Linked DNA regions of Mus musculus: regions 2 and 3 are each linked to region 1. Evidence: chromatin contacts called from public HiChIP or PLAC-seq data. All regions are on one chromosome and are shown on one strand. Each heading gives the region's core, a stretch centred on a gene start, on an enhancer-like site or on the middle of the called end of the contact. The rest is flanking DNA. Distances are from core to core; before and after follow the strand shown. Region 1 has its middle 8.9 kb from the start of Gm39755. Region 2 overlaps Camk1d (calcium/calmodulin-dependent protein kinase ID). Region 3 overlaps Gm29857 (a long non-coding RNA gene).

Region 1 (4,759 bases), core at 2,143-4,642:
CTCAAACTCTGTCGGTCCTTGTGCCTCAGTCTCCCCAGTGCTGGGACTATAAGTATAAGCTACCACTCTTGGCTCAACTATTTCTCCCTTTGCTGTACATGCCTCTCCACTGACAGGTGGATTCTGTTTCCCTCCCTTGGATCTGGGGTGTCCTCATGGCTTGCATTGGTCAACAGCATGGAACAGAGGCAGCATTGCCAGAATCCCATGTCTACATAACTTCTGCTCTCTCAGAGCCCAGCTGCCACATCCTGAGAACCCCTCTTTAGTTTGCGGAGGAGGAAGGTCATGATGGGGAGAACCAGAGGCCCAAGCAAAGACTAGCACCAGCTGTTGTCTTCTGAGTGATGTCTCCATGGGTGTTCTGCCCAGCTGAGCTCCAGCAGAAGTCAGCAGCATGTATGACCCGGATCCAGGAGAACTGGTGAGCTGAGCCCATTAACCCATAGACTCATAGGAAGCGATGGATCAGTGCTGTGGAGGAGGTCGGTGGGTAGAGTGCTTGCCTTGTGAGCATGAGGCCTGGCACTGTTTAGACCAGGTACTGTGTAGACTGGCACTGTGTAGACCAGGTAATGTACACATGCCTGTAATCCAGGTAATGTACACATGCCTGTAATCCTGGTGTGGGGAGGTAGAGGCAGAAGATCAGGAGTTCATGTTCACCCCTGAGCTGCAGATAGAGTTCAAGGCCAGTCTGGGCTACATAAGACCCTGGCTCAAAAAAGTCACTGAATGTGTGTGTGTGTTTATCCTGTGGTAATAGACAACTGAAACACAGGAGGGCTAATAAGTACTTTAAACAAGATGTGAACATCTCAAAGATGAGGCAGGGGTGAGCCATTAGTCAGAAGGACAGAAAAGAGAACCACCCAATAGGAGATACTGAATTCCCTTCTGACTGAGTCAGTTAGGCCGGGAGGACTCAGTGATCATCGAGATAAAATTCCTGCTCTCATGGAAGTTAAGGCAAGACTGAGGGAGATGGAAAGGCACAGGGCTCCTCTTCCAGAAGACCTGAAATGAGTTCCCAGATCCCACAGCAGGTGACTTACAGCCTCCTGTTACTCCTGCTCCAGGGATCTACAGACCTGCCTCTGGTCTCTGTGGGTACCTGTACACATATACATATATTACCCCCACAGATGCACACATACCACACACACACACACACACACACACACACACACACACTTACAAATTAAATCTTAAAAAGGAAAACAAATAGCTAGTTACTGGAACTGTTACTGAGTGGCAGACACAAAGAATTTATGAGAAGGGGGCTGGGGAGATAGCCCAGTGAGTAAAACTGCAGGTCCAAATGAAAACCTGGGCATGAAGCATACACCTCCAATTCCAGCTCAGAGGAGGTACAGATGGGAGGACCCCCGAGGCTCAAAGAGACTGTTTCAGAACAAAACAAAACACAAAAAGCAAACAAAAGAACAGAACAGGGTTAGTGACTGAGGAAGCTACCAGATGTTGACCTCTGGCCCTTGCAAGCCCATGCACACGTGTGAGCATATCACATGTGTGTGAGTATATCACATGTGTGTGAGCATATCACATGTGTGTGAGCATATCACAGGTGTGTGAGCATATCACATGTGTGTGAGCATATCATATGTGTGCACACGTGTGAGCATATCACATGTGTGTGAGTATATCACATGTGTGTGAGCATATCACATGTGTGTGAGCATATCACAGGTGTGTGAGCATATCATATGTGTGCACACATGTGAGCATATCACATGTGTGTGAGCATATCACATGTGTGTGAGCATATCACATGTGTGTGAGCATATCACATGTGTGCTTGAGCAACACACAGAAGATGAGTATTACTTGGTGAGGAGCTTGAGGGTTTGCAGAGAAGGAAGCAATCACCTTCCAGGAAGCCAGGAGCTCACAGGGAGGCAGGCAGGAGAGAAGGAAAGTGCTGAGAGGAACAGCCAAGGCAGCTGGCCACAGCGGGGCTGAGGAGCCGAGCTCTGCAGCCCTCCCCAGTACAGCTCCTTCTGTACACAGGATGCAGAATAATGCCGTGTGACCCCCATGCCTGCCCATGGTGTACCTGGACCAAGAGAGGTTGAGTTGAGTGGAATACAAATGAGTTGCCAGCTTTAGGTTTGCAAGTGACAAATGAATCTCAAGTGTCCTTCAGGCTAATCAAAATCTCTCGATCGGAGAAGTGGCAGTCATCACGATTTCATTACCTCTGACTTCTGCAAAAAGCTTTAATTTGGGTTCTTCATATATTATTATATAAATTAATGATTACCAACAGCTTCCATTTCCAGACTTTAACTCTCCTACCTATATAGCCACCAACTTCTGTCTATTGGGCAGATACTGGAAGACCAACAGAGATAGCTGAGCACAATGATTGTATCCCTTGTCCATGAAGTACTCAATGACACAAAAAACCAACAACGTCTTAGTTACTTTTTTTCCTCCTCTGACAAACTCTATAAAGCAACTTACATAAGAAAAAAGTATTTAATTTGGGCTTACAGTTTCAGGGGGTTAGAGTCCATGATGGTGGAACATAGGAATAGCTGAGAGCTTACAGTGTGATCAGAAAGTAGAAGGGGGGTGGAGAGGGAAAGGGGAGAGGGGAGAGGAGAGAGGGAGACACAAGAGACAAGAAGACTCTTTTGAAACCTCAACTCTCATACCCAGCAATACACCCCCTTCTACAAGGCCACACCCCTTAATCTTTCCCAAATAGTTCCATAAGATGGGGACCAAGTATTCAAATATATAAGCCTATGGAGGCCATTCTCATTCAAACCACCACAGAGAGCAACCTTTATATTCTAAATCCAGAGGCGAGTTTGCTGGGATTCTAAGAATGCTTACACCGTGCATGTGGAGCGGTGCACAGCGTGAGCTGGCAGTGCAGATGGAGAAGGAAAACAGAGTCTTGCTGATCAGCTACCACCAGCCCTTGGGCACCCAGCCCTGTGTTCTAACAGTCATTGCTCATGACACAGTGATGCTGAGGTTACAGTTGTGTTACATCAGTGCTAACAATTTGCCTATTTTATTTTTGGCTCCTGGAATAACTTAGCCCTTAGCCAAGCATATGTGATGGTGTTTCTTTTCTCTTTTCCGTGGGGCTGGGGAGGTTGTGTAGCTGTTAGTGATTTGAATATATAGGAAATGTTATTCTTGCAGCCTTGATAGTCAGGGCAAATTGTAAAATAGAAATTTTTGTGAGATTTCAAAGATGAGGATTATTTTGATAACATCATTTACTGATTTAAAAGATGTGATTACCCCAACTCTACTGAGGAGGAAACCTACTGAATAACATAACATAACTTGGGATATGTGTTTTACATCAGTTTAAAAACAACAATGAGACTGTGACTCATCTGGCACTGTTTTCAGATGGCTCATGTTTGAGGAAAAGAACGAGTTTAATTGCCTTTTAATCCACCTCCCCAACCCACACAACAGGGACTGAACCCTGGGCTTGCTAGACAAGTGCTCTGACTCCAACCTGAGTCTGCAGCCCTGGGTTTTCCCATCCTTTTGAGGTGTGAGGGAAAACCCTCTACTCTGTCCCCATCTCCCATGTAAGAGATCAGGGATAGCCAGACTTGAGGGTGAAGGGGGAAAAAATTCAACTTTGATTTGTGTGTGTTTCATTTAGTTTCAGTACGAAGCTGAAACTATTTCTTCCTTTCCCCTCCACCTTCCCTCTGTCTGTCTCTCTCTCTTCCTCCCTTACTCCTTCCCTCTCTCTCGCTCTTTCCTTCCCTCTTTTCCTCTCTTTCTTTCTTTCTTTCTTTCTTTCTTTCTTTCTTTCTTTCTTTCTCTCTCTCTCTCTCTCTCTCTCTCTCTCTCTCTCTCTCTCTCTCTCTCTCTCCGTCTCTTTCTTTCTTTCTTATTGACTCACTGGCCTTAAACTTGTAATCCCCCTGCTTTAATTTCATCCCAAGTGCTGAGACATCTCTAAGTGCAGAATACAGTGCTAACTATAGGCACAATGCCATATACCAGATCTCTTTGTGCCCATTTTTAAGTCTAAGCTGCACTCAGCATATTATCAGTACATATAAGTGAGTCATAGATAAACAGTCACAGTGCTAAGGGTGTACCTCAGTGGTACAGGGCATGGCCAGGACCTCGGCATCCATACCTGGAGCTACCATTGATTCAGTAGCTTGCATATCCAGGCTCTCCCTGAGGTCCCATAAGAGGGACCTCATGCTTAGGTGAACAGCTCCGTATGTCTTCTGCAGGAGGCACCCAGAGGTATGAGTCCTGTCACACTCCGTGCTGGGAAGCACTGGTTACTGTGCCAGGACACTGTGCTTTAATTGTCCAGGTAGAACTGTCTAGTCCTGACCATTGAGCATTGACCCTCTCAGAATCATGGCTGATCTTCTGCAATCCTCTTCACCTTACCCCCTCACCTCTAGGGTCTGGGACACTGCCCCCCACCTCCTGTCTCCTCACGGCTCCCAGCGACCTCCCTATCCTTGCTAGCTCAGGTTTCCCCTCCAACCCCAAAGGAGCTTCAGGATATCAAAAGTTCATCTTGTGGCTCAGTGTCGTCATTCCCCCAATGACTGTCACCCAGATTTTGAAGGAAGAATAACATGGTGATAGCTGCTGTGGCAATATTAGGTGCCCTGTACTTTACAATGTAAAGTGCCGGATGTGGCACTCAGTGGCTGTATGTGGCAAGATAATTAGAGGCAAGATAATTGAGGCAGAGAGCTGAGGTTCAGCATCTGATCTG
Region 2 (4,718 bases), core at 529-3,028, 520 kb after region 1:
CTGTGACCTCTCGTGTGTGTCATGGTAAACACTCCTCACATACTCAAGATAAATAAATAAACTAAGTAATTAAGAGATAGATGATTGATCGATTGATTGACAGACAGACAGACAGGCAGAGGCAGGCTGAGAAAAGTTCCATGAAGCCTCTCTATGGAAGAAGGATGAGTCTGAGTGGAAGATGGGGGAAAGAGGATCCCACTCACTGGAAGGAAAGCATCAGAGGCGCATGGGAAGGAACAGGCAAGGATATGCTGCTGGACTAGGACCCTCAGAGTCTCATAGCCATATGCCTAACCCATCAGTGTGTGCGTGTGCGTGTGCATGTGCGTGTGTTACTGAGACAAGTATACAGAAGGAGAAAAGGAGGGAGGAAAGACATGACAGGAAGGAGAAGGAGCTTAGGCACCAGGCCTGGCAGTGCATGCCTCTAATTTCCACACCTGAGAGAGAGACAGAGAGAAGCAGAAGATCCAGAGTTGAAGACCATTGCAGAATCTACAGAGAAAAGTGCTGCCTAGAAACAAAAGGTAAAAGTAAAATAAACAAGCCAACCAAGACACCCTGGAGAGAGCACAGGTATGCAATGTTCCAGGCCCTGAATGCTACCTCCCACTCCAGCTTCTTGAGAGCCAAAAGGCATAGATGTCATTTTCTAGAAAGATTTACAGTATAAAGAAATATTCAAGATAGGCCATTGTGCAGCTGATAGAAGAAATCATATGCAATATGAAAGACATTACACTAACTATGTGCAGGCAAAGGAAGCTGTCTGGGCGGTCGGATGAAAGACCCTTCTCTAAGTCCTTATAATAGAGGAGGAAAAATGTGAGCATTTGCCTTCATTCAAAGCAGGGAGCTGCTGACTATCACACAGGCAGTCGCAGTTCTTACAAGCATAGCAGAAACTCATACTGAATCCAAGAAACAGTGAGGCCAGCACTGTTCTATATAATGCTGGTCATTGTGGGATAAGCTGGCAAGGGCAGCCACCTGGTCATGTGCTGGTAAAGCATCGCGTGGAGTCCCTTAGAAGTCACCTTCAGATCCAAGGGAACCTGCAAAGCCATCAGGCAAAACTCATTTTTCTCTCCTTGGTTCTCATCCACTTATCAGGCTGGGCTGTCTTGGTACAAGTCTTTAATCCCAGCATTCCGGAGGCAGAGGCAGGCAGATCTCTGAGTTCAAGACCAGCCTGATTTTCAGAGTGAGTTCCAGGATAGCCAGGTCTACACAGAGAAACCCTGTCTCAAGGAACAAAAAAAAATATCAGAAGAATATGAGAAATTTTTTCACATTTACAAAGTGGCCCTAGTAAACTGAAAAAGTAACAGAGAAAAAGAGAAAAAATCTTCCAGAAACAGTAAGATTCTGGGAAAAAAAATAACCTCATATACGATGTCTTCAAAGAATTATTTAATGCATACGTTTTCCAAATCTCTTAGACGGGTCCTTTCAACTCAATTTTTTTCTTCAATATAGGACTTTCTCCAAAAGGTGTATATTTTCAAACTGGGTTTCAAGCCTTATGAGTTAGCCTTCCCTGGAAAGACGCTCTCAGGGCTCCCGCAGCAGAATCACCTGCTGTGCAGTCACATGTTTGCGGACGGGTAATTCCTGGGAAAGGTGTGTCTTGTTTTACAAGTCTTGTGGCAGAAGGTAATGACCCAGGTATGGGACAGGATGCAAATGTTGCCTTTCTTGGTTGTGCCCACATGATTGCAGTTAACAGGCCGCCCACTCACCAATGAGTGGACCTGACTCCTAGGAAACAGTTAACTCTATGAGTCACTCCTGTAGGCTGAAATCCAGCTCTTTCTTAAACCTCCATGGAAATGAGAGCATGGTGAAGCTGCTGCTACCTTCTAACCCAGAATGCTGGAATTAACTCAGGAGTATAAGAATACTGGGTGGCCTTTCTCTCTCTAAATAGAAACAAGGCCGTGTCCCCATTCAGAAGAGCCCCTTTAGGCTCAGCAGGCAGTGAACTTCAAGAGCCCCAGCTTGGAAAACACCTTGTCCTAGACAGTAACCCGTCACCTTCTCTTTCCTCTTTTTGGGGTGTGTGGATATATCTGTGTGCAGGTGTGCATGCACGTGTGTGGAGCCAAGAGGACAACTTTGACTGCCATTTCTTGGGTACTGTCTACCTTATTTTTGGAAACAAGGTCCTTCATTAACCTAGAACTCACCAAGTAGATGAGGCTGGCTGGCCAGTGAGCACTCCGCATGCACCTGACTCTATCTGTCCATCTCCAGGAGAGTTGGATTGCACCACCATACCTGACCCCCATGTCCACCACCCACCAAGGAAAGAACACAGATCCTGTGCTTCAAGGTATTACCAGCTGAGCCCAGATCCTCTTTCTAGGAAGAACTATGGGCTTTGTTTTCTTCACAACTTCTCCCAAAGGGAAACTCCCGTCAACTCTATTACTCTCGGTGACCCACCTTTCCTAGGCAAGAGGCTATGGTGGGCCGCGGTGAGATGAGACTTGGAACTAGAAAGAGGCTGCTAAATAATGATTAAGATGAACCATCAGACCTCCATGCCTGCCCATCTGCATCCAATAAGAAAAGCAACCACATAAAGGGGAAGTCAGAGAGGACAAAAACAGACATGAATTCTTCTAAAATATTCTGGAGGGTATAGGTTAGAAAGAGGGGCACATGGGATTTGGATGCAGACCCCAAGTCCCTGGAAATCCAAACTACTTCACATACCCCCCACCATCTGGGCTACATGGAGCTGGCATGGTATGATATTTGTAGAAGGGCACAGGCAAGAAAGACACGTAGACAGGGCTGTCCTTCACTCCAAGGTTCTTGGGAAAACCTTTTCTTCCTACGAGGGACTCCCTCAGTCTTCCAAACTGACCCCTTATTCTGCAGCTGGGGCCTAGCCTCATCCCAACAGAGACCCTCTGCCTCAGACACCCATATCCTTCCCTGCATCTTAGCTAACCAGACGCCATCATTCTACAAACTGTATCCAAACTTATAACTGTATCCGAATAAAAGCCATGTATCGCCGAATGCAAGTAGACTGCTGACATCAGTATCTTGGTTGTAGTATTGACAGGGCAGAAATGACACACACTCTCTCTCCATCATCCCTTACACAGATGTCAGGTGACTCTATAGCCAGCTCAATAAAAACTGCCCATAAAAGTGGAACATGGTAACCCATGGCTGCAATGCTAGCACTCCAGAGGTGGAGGCCAAAGGGTCATGAGATCTAAGCCATCCTGGGATGCCTAGCAAGACCATGTATATTTAAAAGTCTACCCCGCTAAAGAAGCACAAAAGGACATACTGTACAAGCTTCGTGTGAACAGAGAGGTCATGCTACACACGAGTGGTTACATGTACTATGCCTGGTTTCTACAGCTGCTTCAGTAGCTCATCTGTTCAACAAATCGCACGTCATCCCTACAGTGTGCTACATCAGACACTTCAAAATCTACCTCTTCTGATGTTCTCAGAAAATGTACAGTGAGGCAAACGGCGTCACTTAGGTGACCTAAAGTAAGGGACAATTCCGTGAATGTGCTCTGTATGGGGAAGACATGGTTTAAATGATTCATCTTTACCTAAATCTCAACCTAATAACTAAATAACTGTTTATCTGCACTCCCCAGTGTTCAATCTGTAGCCATCTTGCTGTTCCTTGCAGTCTCTATGTGGAGATGAGTAACTTTCTCAATGGAACAAGAGAACCAATGTGTCAGTCTGTCATGGAGACCAACCTCACGGTACCAGGTTCTCAAATCACTTTCCAAACCTCCCCGTGCCCTTTAGTGTTCTAGTAGTAGTTGTTTTGTTTTTTGAAAGGGGGTCTTGCTGTGTGGCCCTGGATGGCTTGAAACTCACTGTGCAGACCAGGCTGTTTTTGAGCTCACAGAGCTCTGTCTGCCTCTGCCTCCTCCTCAGGGCTGAAGTTAAAGGGACGCAACCTAACATAGGCTCCCCTGTGTCTATTATCCGGAAGTTCTAGAGGTCTTAAGCAAATGTGCTCCCAGCCACATCTGTCCTTACAATGAGTTGGTTCCTTTGGCAAATATCATTTGTCTGGACCAGACAACGCTCTCATATAATGTAAACAGACTGTTACCAGACTAGCTCCATGATGTAATGAACGACCTGTGTTCAGCTGTTTTGAACCCATCTCCTCTTGGCAACACGGGAGTTATATTAAATGAAAGTCACAACGTAGATAGAAATGTGTCCATTGTTTAAGAATGTTACCTCTTGGGCTGGGAAGAAGACTTAAGCTGTAAAGTGTGTGCCTTGTAAGCCTGAGGACGTGAGTTCAAGCCCCGGAAGCCATGAAAGTGTGTGCCTTGTAAGCCTGAGGACCTGAGTTCAAGCCCCGGAAGCCATGTGAAGAACTTGGATGTGACGGTGCACGCTGTTCATCATGGTGCTGGGGCGAAGGGGAGGAGCTTACAGGACAGCTGGCCCGGACTACTCAGTGAGTTCCAGGGCACTGAGAGACCCTGATGCAAAACAACACAGTAGATGGCACTCCTGAACCACACCCAAGGTTGCCCTCTGACCTGCATATCTGTGCATGCATGCAATCTGTGAGGCTTGCTAAAAGTTTAAAACAAAAAAACAAAAAAACCAAAAAAACAAAAAAAAAAAACAAGATTGGCTCAGAACTAACCAAGTGAAATGGTAAGGTTATTAGAAATTTTAAATTATATGCAAAATCG
Region 3 (4,149 bases), core at 1,104-3,603, 640 kb after region 1:
CAGTCAGCACTACATAAAGACCCTGTCTCAAAATAAACAAACAAACAACAAAAAAAAAATCTAGTGTTTTTAGATTTTATTATTGGACAACTTTATACATGTATTCTGGTCACACTTCCCCTTCTACCCTTCTGAAATTTTAGTATCTTGATCTCATGAGAGATGGGTGGGTGGCTCAGCCTACCAATTCCACCCAATAAGCTCACCTGCGTGTCCATTGTTGGTAATGGACAGACCACTCCATTCCTGATGCGAGTTATTTCTGTGTGCCTAGATGTCCAACTTCTCCATTCAGTCCCAAAGGTGCTATCATGATACGGCCCTCGTTCCTTTGTGCGTGCTTGCATGTGCTTACCCAATGGAGTGTGTGTGCAGGAGTGCACACAGAGGCCAAGTACGGCCCTCATCCCTTTGTGCGTGCTTGCATGTGCTTACCCAACGGAGTGTGTGTGCAGGCAAGTGCACACAGAGGCCAAGGGTGAGTGCCAGGTGCTTTCTCGGTCTTCTCCATCTTTTCTTTTGAGACAAGATCTCACTCTGAACCTGAAGCTTTCCAATTCTGCCAGAAGGCTGGTCAGGAAGCCCCAGGGCCCTGCCTCGCTCTGTTTCCTAACTCAAGGGCTACAGGTGTTACTATGCCACACCTTTTCCATGGCTTCTGAAGAGCCAAACTCAGGCCCTCCAGCTTCTGCGGCAGGTGCTTTATCCACTGAGCCACACACCCCCTCCAGCCTCCCTTGTCACCTTTTAAAGACACATTACCAGAGTCTTGATGGCAAACATTGTAAAATTTCAAGCAAACACTCCATGAGTTTAATTGACCCTCAGAGCACACAGGTGCCGTTTGTTCTGTTGCGAGTAATAGAACAGCAGAAGGTCTCCAGAGAGGAAGGTAGGGAATGGGGAGCCTCTTCCCCAAGGCTCTGTGGCCTTGGACAAGTCAAAGAATTCCCTCCAAGCTGATGTCCTTATCCAGAAAATGAACGTGTTAGCGTTCTCTCCGCAGATGGGGTGTTTTAAGGCCATCAGGCAAGGATCAACTGCCAAGCATCTGACATGGAGAAGCCAATCTGCCGCCTATCATAATTCCATGGCTTTCTCGTCTGAAACACTGAGTCTTTGGGGGCATCGCGACACTATAAAAAAGCATGCTTGGCTTCTTTAAATGTTCTGATTACAACTCCTCTAAAACGCTGCAGAGACACACACCGGAAGCTGGCACCCCAGCTTTGGTGACTGTGGGTAACCCAAGTTTACTAAATCAACCCCTGGTTTAAAACAGACATGCATACACACACACACACATACACACATATACACACACCACTTATGCTTATGTTAATGACAGAACTTTTGCTAAACTACTTCAGATTAGAAGAAATATTTAGTGTAAGGACTCTATTACAAGGCCACATTAAATGAAAAACTAAAGCCAGAACCAGTTTAACACTGATCAACTTTACAAAATAATGCAAGTGAATAGGACCCTCTGCCCATTTTTTTGCAGTATGTTTTTGTTTATAAGCAATATGTATTTTGATTGAGTCCTTGGTTATCTTTACAAAGTAACCATTTCCCTCAGCTCAAGCATACTGTGCAGATTCTCCTTATCAGGCATTTCCTGGGAAAGAGAAAATTGGGGGAGGGACACACACACAAATTTTCCATAATCCTAAACTTACCTTCTAGCTTGGGACACAGTCAATGAACACATCTGTTACTGTACCACTTTACCAGAACAAAAAAACAAAGGCTTTAACTTTCAAATTACACAACCACAAAGATCAGTTGGTAGGGTTTAATGTGTGTGACAAATCAAGAGGAAGACAATTTGGCCAACCCAGGCCAGTTGAAAATAAGAGCTGGGATTTGAACCTAAGTTACATTGTAGGTCTAATTTGGCAACAACAAGATGAGTGATTAAGATCAAAGACAGCCTGCCAAGCTGGATGAAATATTTGTTTAGTTTTCTTAAAAGCATCAAAGCCATAATGAGATAGTGAAGAAACACCAGCCAAAGTCAAGAAGACAAAGCAGAAGCAAGTTATTCCTGCTTGAGGACCTTCCAGCCTAAGGCATCAGTCAAGCCCAAAGAAAAGCAAGTTGGAGACGAGCTCTTCATTTGATAAGGGAATAAAAACTCCAACGCCAGGAACAAAGACCAGGGTCAAACCACTGCAAACTTTAAGTCAGGTCCTCTGAGTTCAGAGACATTTATTTTACATTCATTTTTAAAGACACTCCCCACCCAGACCTGGCAATGAATCAGCTCCTGGACTACCACAGGAATTCAGCTGTTAATTCATGAGTGAATGATTCAGAAGACAAAGAGAGGCAACTCTATGAAGTATCTGTCAGGAACATTGACTACCAGGAAGGTCTCCCAGACAAGGGATCGGCAGTTGAGGAATTACCTCTTGACCTACAAGTACAAAGCAGAGCACAAACTAGAAATAGTCTGTGGTGGTTTGTACATGCTTGGCCCAGGGAGTGGCTCTAGTCTGTGGTGGTTTGTATATGCTTGGCCCAGGGAGTGGCTCTAGTTTGTGGTGGTTTGTACATGCTTGGCTCAGGGAGTGGCTCTAGTTTGTGGTGGTTTGTATATGCTTGGCCCAGGGAGTGGCTCTAGTTTGTGGTGGTTTGTACATGCTTGGCCCAGGGAGTGGCTCTAGTCTGTGGTGGTTTGTATATGCTTGGCCCGGGGAGTGGCTCTAGTCTGTGGTGGTTTGTATATGCTTGGCCCGGGGAGTGGCTCTAGTCTGTGGTGGTTTGTATATGCTTGGCCCAGGGAGTGAGTCTGTTAGGAGGCGTGGCCTTGTTGGAGTAGGTGTAACCTTGTTGGAGGAAGTGTGTCACTGTGGGCATAGGCTTTGAGACCCTCAAATGAAGATGTAGAGCTCTCTGCTCCTCCTGGACCATGCCTGCCTGGATGCTGCTGTGCTCCCACGGTAATAGACTGGCCATGTTTAGTCTACTACTTTCTCTCCCTGCTCTGGATTGTACCCTCCCCAGTATCTACAATAAAAACTTTGTCAACCATACCTCAGAGTGGTCATGTCCTCACTTGATACTTTAGTTCTGAAACCCCCACTTTTATACAGGACTAAGAGTTCAAAAAATGAGTTAGCCAGATATTCTCATTCAAACCAGCACAAGAGGCTGACTCCTAGTAAACAGAAAAACTCATAATTTCTTTAATTCCCCCCCATGATACATTATTTGTGGCAGTATCTAAAACTACAAAAAAAAATATTGTCAAAGGGATCTGGGGCTTAACTCATTGGCAGAATATTTGCTTGGCATATTCAAGGCCATAGGTTCAATCCTTAACACTTCCCCCCAAATTAATTTAGGATGCAAATAGACTTACATGAAACATACGATTTTATACAAAACTAATGTAAGACTCTGATGAGCCTTAACTAGCAGGGACCCCCCCCCCCCCCCAAGTGAACAACAGAGAGCCAGGGATCAATGCAAAGGCAAAAGGAATTTATTGTTCCAGTGCACTGGGGTTGCCCTGTACCTGAAAGAGGCGACCACCCTGGGTGGCCCATTTGGAGAGGGTTTTTATACAGTTTCCAGGGGCGGCAGAGAACATCAGCAACTAGGCACAATATGACTGGCAGAACAGAGCACCCTTTAAACTGATTGGTCTTTAGTAAATGAGGTAATCAGCCTTTCCCTTCCGGCCTACATGCTCTCTGACCTGTCTCTTCCAGGAGGGGAGGGGTGGAATTTTTCAAAGGTCCTGAGCTGACCTCTTCAGTGCTAAGATGTCCCCTTAAGGACAGGCCTAGGTTAAAGTAAGCTTATTGGGGGAAGGGAAGGGGACCTGCAAGGGGGGGCCCAATGGTAGTAGGCATAGTAGGCTTATAAGGTGAATGAATAGATGAACTAGAGAATCCGGTGAGCAAGAGGGAGTTCAGATAGGAGAGAGGTGAGAAGGAATGGGATCCAAGTGGGCTTTGAAATGTATAAAAGTTCTTGTGATACTCTGGGAGCCTGGAGGCCAACCTCTGCTTTGATATGCTGATAGGCACTTCAGGTAGCCATAGGTCCTTTCTGTCAGAAGTAAGGGAAATAACTTCTTTTGGAAAATGAGAACCAGTTTTCACAAGTTCTGCAGGAACTCTGGCTTTTATTGAA

Evidence for each region. HiChIP or PLAC-seq counts read pairs in DNA pulled down with a chosen protein or histone mark.
Region 2: a contact with region 1 is called in an H3K27ac HiChIP or PLAC-seq map of embryonic fibroblasts, with 6 times the contacts expected there. The contact joins two enhancer-like sites. A contact is called at or near these places in 7 of 484 Hi-C or Micro-C datasets (the G1E-ER4 cell line, adipose-derived mesenchymal stem cells, cortical neurons and 4 more), 3 of 115 datasets of contacts at active chromatin or transcription factors (embryonic fibroblasts, pancreatic cancer cells and stem cell-derived neural progenitor cells) and 1 of 9 other capture datasets (embryonic stem cells).
Region 3: an H3K27ac HiChIP or PLAC-seq map of embryonic fibroblasts shows a contact between it and region 1, with 12 times the contacts expected there. The contact joins two enhancer-like sites. A contact is called at or near these places in 7 of 484 Hi-C or Micro-C datasets (the AML12 cell line, bone marrow-derived macrophages, cortical neurons and 3 more), 10 of 115 datasets of contacts at active chromatin or transcription factors (craniofacial prominence, embryonic basal ganglia, embryonic fibroblasts and 6 more) and 1 of 9 other capture datasets (embryonic stem cells).

The regions. Positions count from the first base shown.
Region 1 is chr2:5,092,114-5,096,872 of GRCm38.p6, forward strand. No RefSeq gene overlaps it. Among named protein-coding and RNA genes, the nearest start is that of Gm39755, 8.9 kb to the right of the region's middle. Within about 2 kb of position 3,393, at least 28 of the 459 cell types and tissues checked have an H3K27ac peak or open chromatin away from gene starts, as enhancers often do. A contact at or near this core is called in embryonic fibroblasts and pancreatic cancer cells, where this site is marked.
Region 2 is chr2:5,616,938-5,621,655 of GRCm38.p6, forward strand. All of the region lies in intron 1 of Camk1d (calcium/calmodulin-dependent protein kinase ID), which reads right to left. Among named protein-coding and RNA genes, the nearest start is that of Camk1d, 95 kb to the right of the region's middle. Within about 2 kb of position 1,779, at least 34 of the 459 cell types and tissues checked have an H3K27ac peak or open chromatin away from gene starts, as enhancers often do. A contact at or near this core is called in embryonic fibroblasts and pancreatic cancer cells, where this site is marked.
Region 3 is chr2:5,731,563-5,735,711 of GRCm38.p6, forward strand. All of the region lies in intron 1 of Gm29857 (a long non-coding RNA gene), which reads left to right. Among named protein-coding and RNA genes, the nearest start is that of Gm29857, 5.6 kb to the left of the region's middle. Within about 2 kb of position 2,354, at least 23 of the 459 cell types and tissues checked have an H3K27ac peak or open chromatin away from gene starts, as enhancers often do. A contact at or near this core is called in embryonic fibroblasts and pancreatic cancer cells, where this site is marked.